2 separate regions of the Arachis hypogaea genome follow, and region 2 is linked to region 1. Evidence: chromatin contacts called from public Hi-C data. All regions are on one chromosome and are shown on one strand. Each heading gives the region's core, a stretch centred on a gene start, on an enhancer-like site or on the middle of the called end of the contact. The rest is flanking DNA. Distances are from core to core; before and after follow the strand shown. Region 1 holds the start of LOC112780137. Region 2 holds the start of LOC112779602.

Evidence for each region. Hi-C and Micro-C count contacts between places; a contact is called where the count stands out from the background.
Region 2: a Hi-C map of leaf shows a contact between it and region 1, with 2.7 times the contacts expected there. The contact joins the promoter of LOC112779602 here to the promoter of LOC112780137 in region 1. A contact is called at or near these places in 2 of 8 Hi-C or Micro-C datasets (leaf and an unstated tissue).

Annotation. Positions count from the first base shown.
Region 1 is chr19:102,396,910-102,400,482 of arahy.Tifrunner.gnm2.J5K5, reverse strand. It overlaps LOC112780137, which reads left to right and starts at 1,961. Exons shown (of 7, transcript XM_025824476.3): 1 at 1,961-2,392; 2 at 3,017-3,249. The coding sequence starts at 2,189.
Region 2 is chr19:102,920,095-102,923,555 of arahy.Tifrunner.gnm2.J5K5, reverse strand. LOC112779602 reads left to right here and starts at 1,614. Exons shown (of 8, transcript XM_072227831.1): 1 at 1,614-1,873; 2 at 2,140-2,308. The coding sequence starts at 2,201.

The sequences.
Region 1 (3,573 bases), core at 712-3,211:
AATTATAAATTTAAAAAAATTTCTTTTTCAGAATTAAAAGAAAAACTCATGTTAACTAACTAAAAGATAGTTTTTATATTTTTCTTTTAATAAACTATGCGTAAAAATTTGATGTTTTTTATTAGGGTAAAGTATACTTTTTGCTCTTAAAGTTTGGCAAAAGTTTTAAGAATATCTCTAAGTTTTATTTTGTTTAAATTTTGTCCCAAAAATTTTCGATTTGCATCATATATATCGTTGATGGCTAAATTTTCAAAAAATTTAAGACTAATCAAATAATAATGTATGAAAATTATACTTGATTTGCTTGTGTTGAGGATTATTCTTATAAAATTGTTGTTGAATTGGTTTTAAATTTTTTTAAAAATTAGTCATAAAAAATATATTTGATGCAAATAAAAAATTTATGTAATAAAATTGAAATAAAATAAAATTTAAAAATATTTTTAAAATTTTTATCAAATTTTAAGATATTTTATTTTTTTTATTAAGACTTTGTACATATGACTTTCACATAACAACTAAAAATGAACTTACAAATAGTTAAAAATAAACCTAAATGTATTATATTATCTGTTTTTGACTTTTTGTGATAAATTCAAAGTTGAAACACAGATGTTAAAATTTTAAGTCAATATTAATTTATGAGGAATTAAAATTCTATGTAGTAATAATAATAATAATAATAATAGTTGAGCTTAGGAATTTTGGCTACTGATGTATAGCAAGACAAGTCAATCAATTACTGGATATAAGTTATAAGATAGCCCATTGGCTCTCAGTGAGTGATCATGAACTTGAAGGGTCGGTGGCCCGGTGCATGGTTCAAGTTTCTCTTACAGATATTTTTGAAGGTATACCCTTCTTTTCTTGTGATTCTGAATTCTTATGACTCCAGGCCACTTATTTTATTATTTCAAAGCTTTATTTTCTGAATTACACCAAATATTATATTATTCTTTTGTACAACCTTTTTGATAGAATTTGATGCTTGTGATTTTTGAAGAGGTATCTTCGTTGATACGTTGGTGTTATTTGAGTATTTAAGCATTTAGGCGTGACCTGTGAGTTAACCTCATCAGTACTTTACCCGAATTCAATGTGGAGGGCTATTATACTAACAAAAAAAAGTTATGTTACATGTATATTAAAATTAGTCACTAAAATTAGTTATTAGTATAAAATATATACTAAAACATAAATATATATTAAAAATAAATTAAATCATACATATATTTATATATAAATATATTGATAATTAATTTTAGTTGTTAATTTTAATGTACAAATAGTATTTAAAAAAAAAAAGCAAAGAAGTTCAATTATTTGCCTGTACAAAATAATAACATTCGTCTCTATTTTTTTTGAAATTGCAGTCAAATTAATTTTTTCTGTTTGGGTAAATAAATAGCATGCCAATGAGTAATAGCTCAAATAGCATAGTCTCCCCATATTCAATTAAGAGGTTGTGGATTCGAGTCTCCTATCTTTAGTAAAAAAAAAAATAAATAAATAGCACTGGAATATGATCTTTTTTTAGAAAAAAATAAACATTAATCAAACAAGAACTAAACCAATTCAAAAACATCTATTTTTTTTGAGAAAAAATTTATCGTGTTGGAAGTATTTTTATTTATAATTTTTTTACAAATATATTTTATAAAAAATTATAATTTTTATATTTGAAATTTAAAGTTATAAACAAATTTATTTGTGAACAAAAAAAATAGTTTTATATAGAAGATAAATTATTATTTTTATCTAGAATAGTAATAAAAACTTTTTTCGTAAACAAAATTAATATTTAAATATTTTGTCTCATAAAAATTAATTTTCGTAAATATAAAATTAATATTATTTATTAATAAATAAATTTGATAAGTGTTTTGATATTTAGGGGTCAAATAGACAATTTACTAGTTATTTAAAAATAGATTATTGGAAATGACTCGGTGCGACTGTGTCTCTTGCCGTTACTGTTACTGTTACTGTTACTGTTATTGTTACTGTTACGTGTTTCTTTCTTCCCACAACGCGCTTCGTTCCTTCCTTCCTTTGTGTTTCCCACAACAACGAAACAAAGCAACTCTTCTTCTTCTTCATTCCATTTTCCATCTCACTTGAATTCAACTTCTCAGAGTCTCTTATTCAACCCAAGCTCTGGTGTCAGCGTCAGTCAGAATCGAGAATGGTGTGGGTATCTGCTCTGATTCTTGTTGGCTTCATTCTCGGGGTTGCGGCGGTTCTTGCGGCCCAAGCTCTCGCACTCTTCTTCATCCTCAAACGACTGCGTTTTAAGGCCGACAGAGACCAATCCCGAATCGCTGCTTCCCAACCACCACCCGCTGAGCTCGATCCTCTCCAGTCTCTCGATTTCGTCTCCAAGAAGCAGGTTCTTCGATTCTTCAACTCAACTCAACTCAAATCTTTCTTTTTCTCCCTCTTTTTTTTTTTTTTTCAAAATTTAAATTTAAATTAATCGTATTTTTAATTATATAACTACGTTACGCGCTTTAGCAAACTGAATGATATTAATTAATTAATTAAATTAATTCGTTAATAATAATGCTGGTACAATAATAATAATTTGAGCTGATTTTTTATGCTTTCGAGTAAAATTCATTGCATGTTCTTCAGTTTCTTTTGCCTTTTTTTTTTCTGTTGACGTGAGCTTCATTTTTTTAGTTAGTCCTTCGCATTTTTGGCTCTTAGTGGTTGGAATTGGGAAATGGAAATAGAAAGAAAGAAGGAAAGTAGAGCTTCTGATTTATGGAAAATAGTTATTTTAATGTTAACCAAGCCTTGTGCCACTAATCACAATGATTTCAAAGAAAATATTGATGTTTAAAGAATTTGGAAAAATCCAGGAAGGAACTCCGAACGGTACTCTGTTAGGTTTTAGGTTTTGATTATGCAATACTCAATTACAGATTTGAAACCTTCATTTGGGAATCATTAATTTTCACAATTTTTAATTCATCTTATTACTCCTCATCTAATCAGCAGCTTCTTGCAGGGTGTTCTATGGGTTCTAGAATCAGAAGAAGTTTCGAGATCATGGCTGGATAGACCATCAAAAGAACAAAAAAGAAAAAGGGAGCTCTTAGAGGTTTCCCCTATCAAAATGTATGGGCAGATCAAGGGTCAATCACTTCTTCTAAGAGAGCCTGATGGTTTGCAGAGAACAATTGAACTCAAGGGCTGCACAGTTCAGGCTGTGTCAGCTTCAAGCTTTTCTTCAAGAAAATGGTAATGTGATTTTGTAGTCACTTTCATTTGGTGGTATCTAATTTCTCACAGTAAATAGGAAGAGTGTCGATGTTTATTTGGTGATATTCATGCATATCCTTTTTTCCAATTTTATCTCATGCTGCCTCTCTTTTGTTTGTGATTCCTATCATTGCTGGTTTTCTCTTAACTGCACACGCATACATGGGTTTAACTATTTAGTATCAGTGTAAAGAAAAGAAATGAATAGGTTATAATGAATTACCATAGTAAGTATTATATTCTTGACTAAATTGGTTATGCTAGAGTTGCAGTCGTCTTCTGTAACTTATTTTATTCCTTTCA
Region 2 (3,461 bases), core at 365-2,864, 520 kb before region 1:
TTATTGTTTTATTTTAAGCATTTGCAGATTGTTTAGATTTTAGTGTGTTATAATGTTGCTGTTTTATTTTAAATGAGGCTTTTAGTATTTTAGGGCTTGTTGTCTTCACTTATTATTGGAAGTGTTTGTTGGAATCTTTATTATTATATTTATTTATTTGTTAGTATGTATGTTTTAGTTAGTAGTTGTTAAACTTGTTATTTATATATTGTATTATTTTATTTTTGTTATTTAAAAAAATTTGATTAAAATTATTTTAGAAACAAATAAGTTTGAAAGTGTGAAAGAAACATTTTTATTGAATTTTTTACATAAAAATATAATTAAAAAGTGAGCTTAATCATGTGGATATATCCGCAATCTGATCCGATCCGATCCGTAAATGTGCAGATCGAATTGGATCAGATCAAACATTCAAAAACACGGATATTGTATCTAATTCGATCCGATAGAAATTATGCGGATCGAATCGAATTTTCAACCATATCCGATCCGCGGGCATCACTATCCTTTGCCATGTGATGTTCTGTATAAATTCCATCTCCCAAGACCCTCACCACTGGATTACTTTCTTCTCCCTTTTCAGTTTCTTCTTTGATTTGTTTTGGATATTGAATTATTTTTTATAGATAGATACACGTGGATTATATCGGAACCAAACTAAACCATAAGGCCCATATAGTATTGGATATAGTAACTCAAATAATAAACAAAATAAATAAAAAAAAAAAAAAGCGAAAACCCAGAGAAAGAAACAAAGAAAGGCCAGAAGAAAAGTCTTATAACTCAAAGATATCTAATAACATTATAACACTGACTGACACTTCATTCTTCACACGCGGCGATGCGAACTCTCACTCTCTTCTCTAACTAAGCCATTCACCATCATCGTTTTTTCCCTCTTTCTCCTCTTTCAATTTTTTTTATCTTCTTTAGATTTTTTTTAAAATAAAATAAAAAAATAATTATCTTTCAAAATTTCATTTTTTAATTTTAATTTTTCAAATATAATTTTGTTTTTCAAATTTAAAGCAAGTTTGTTGTACCGGCAAACTTTATATTTTTAGTAGAGTTCACTTGACCTTAGACAAACTTCATTAATTTTATAGTATTTGCCTAATTTTTGGTAAATTTCATCTCAAATTTTTTTAAAATTGACGAACTCAAATTTTTTTTAAGTCATTATCATACCATCTAAGAATATAAAAGAGTACACAAAATTTCACAAACAATAAATATGACTTTAATATTATTGGTAGAAATAACAATCATTATTATCGTCTCTAAAAATATATAGATATCCAAAAATAAATCATATCTAACAATAATTTTTTTTATTAAAAATTTAAGTGAATCATTTTTTTAGAATTTGAAGTGAAGTTCGTCGAAAGTGTGGCGACTTTAAAAAATCCTATTTAAAAAATTAAAATTAAAAGATAAGATTTGAAAAAATAATAATTTTTTTATTTTAATTTCAAAAAAATCCCATCCTCTTTGGTTTTTTTTCCCCTTTTTTCAATTAATATTACTCTATATTAATTAATTTATTAATCTCTCTCTCTTTTAAAACTCCTTTTTAAATAATAAATAGAAAAAACTGATTGAGCTCTCACATAATTAAAATTTAAAAGTAACAGATTAAAAGAAAAAAAGAAAGAAACTATAAAGAGTTACAGACTCTTCTCTCTCTCTCTCTTTCTTTGTAGCAGTCTCAGTACCTACCCACCCTTTCATACTTCTTCATTCACTTCGTTTCTATGGTCTTCAAGAGAAAACGCTGAACACTTCAACGAATTCACCCATGTAAAGGAAGAGAAAAGGAAAATAGAATCTTTTCTTTTATTCCCCTTATTTCATTCGGAATTTGGTGAAGGTTGGTAGCAATTTGTCTCTCTTTTTTCTAATTAATTCCTTTTTTTTCAATGATTGACAATGCTGACATCTAGTCATGTTCTTTTATTCTCCATCATCGCTCTCAAAATCCTAACGAAATCTCTCCCGAATCGGAAACTTGGATTTTAAGAAAAAATCCGTCTTTTTATCTTCCCAGCTATTATTATTTGTTTTTCCAAAAAGAAATTATCATATGATTGAGAAAAAGAGTTCTTAAATTATTGTATATATTTCTTTTATTGCTAGTCAATCCTGAGGAATTGAGGCTCAGAGAGAGAGAATTTTCTGTCACTTTCTCGGGAAAATTATGGTCTCATCATCATCGACAAGGTGTAGTTCCAGAAGCTACATATCAAATTTGGAACGCTTTCTCCAATGTGTCACACCAGATGTTCCTTCAAGGACTCTCCATAAGGTAAATATTTTTTTCTTGGTTAATTTTTATTTTTAATTTAATTTTGATTTAACTTGTTTTTCGATTTCTATTGGGAGTTTGTTTTTTTCGTTTCCCAGTTTTATTAAATCGTGGTCCAAATTAATTCATGTCACCGTTACAGGGAGCAGAGATTTCTTTCACTCGGGTGGGAATAGTGGCATAGGGGCCTTTTATTATTATTATTATTATTATTATAAGTTTGGATTATCTTTTCTTTGTATATTTTAGAGATCCCCTAAATATTTTGAAAATTCTGTCCGATCATGAATTTGCTTTCTAATCCAATTTAGCCGTCGATAAAAGGGGGGTGTAAAACTTAGATAACTACTTAAGATAAAGGACGCCTAGCTTTCTCTGCACAAATAGTTTTAATAATCATAAATGATCGTATCTTTAATTTAAAATAATTCCTTTTATTTGTGATCTTGGTGTGATTAGTTTTGATTGTATGTTATTATTTTTTTTCCATGTTATTTTAAATTTTCTTTAATTTATGTGATGATTATGATTCTGAAAGTGGTTTCACTTCGTTCGGTTGATGTTTCATTGTTTCTCCTTTCTATTTCTCCCTTCGGACTAATAGAGGGAATACCGAGAGTCAGTGATTCTGCGGTAATCATTATTTTTAAAATTTTAACCATAACAAGATAAGGGAATGACTAGTCAGAGTCAGTCACTCCTTTAATTATTCGGATATTAATAAAGTGATTTTTTTTTTTGTTTAAAAAGTGGTGTTTAATTTATTAAAAAAAGAAAAATTTATATTTAATTTTAAAATATAAAAGCAAATCATTTTTAAAAATTTAAAATTTATTATAAAAGATAAATTAAACTAAATTTACATATCACTCATGAAAATCATAGAATTAGTTTTTTATATAAATATATAATTAGTTTATTTTTAATATATATTTTATATTTTGATATATATTTTATTTTATATTAATTTAATAGCTTATTTTAATATATATTTAATATAATTTAATAAATAAAAATAAAATTTTATAAAAATTTAAAAATATTATATGTATATTAAAAATTAATTACTAAATAGTTATTATATATTTATAGAGAAATAAATATATTATTTAATTTATTTTAAATATATATTTTATATTTAATATATATTTTA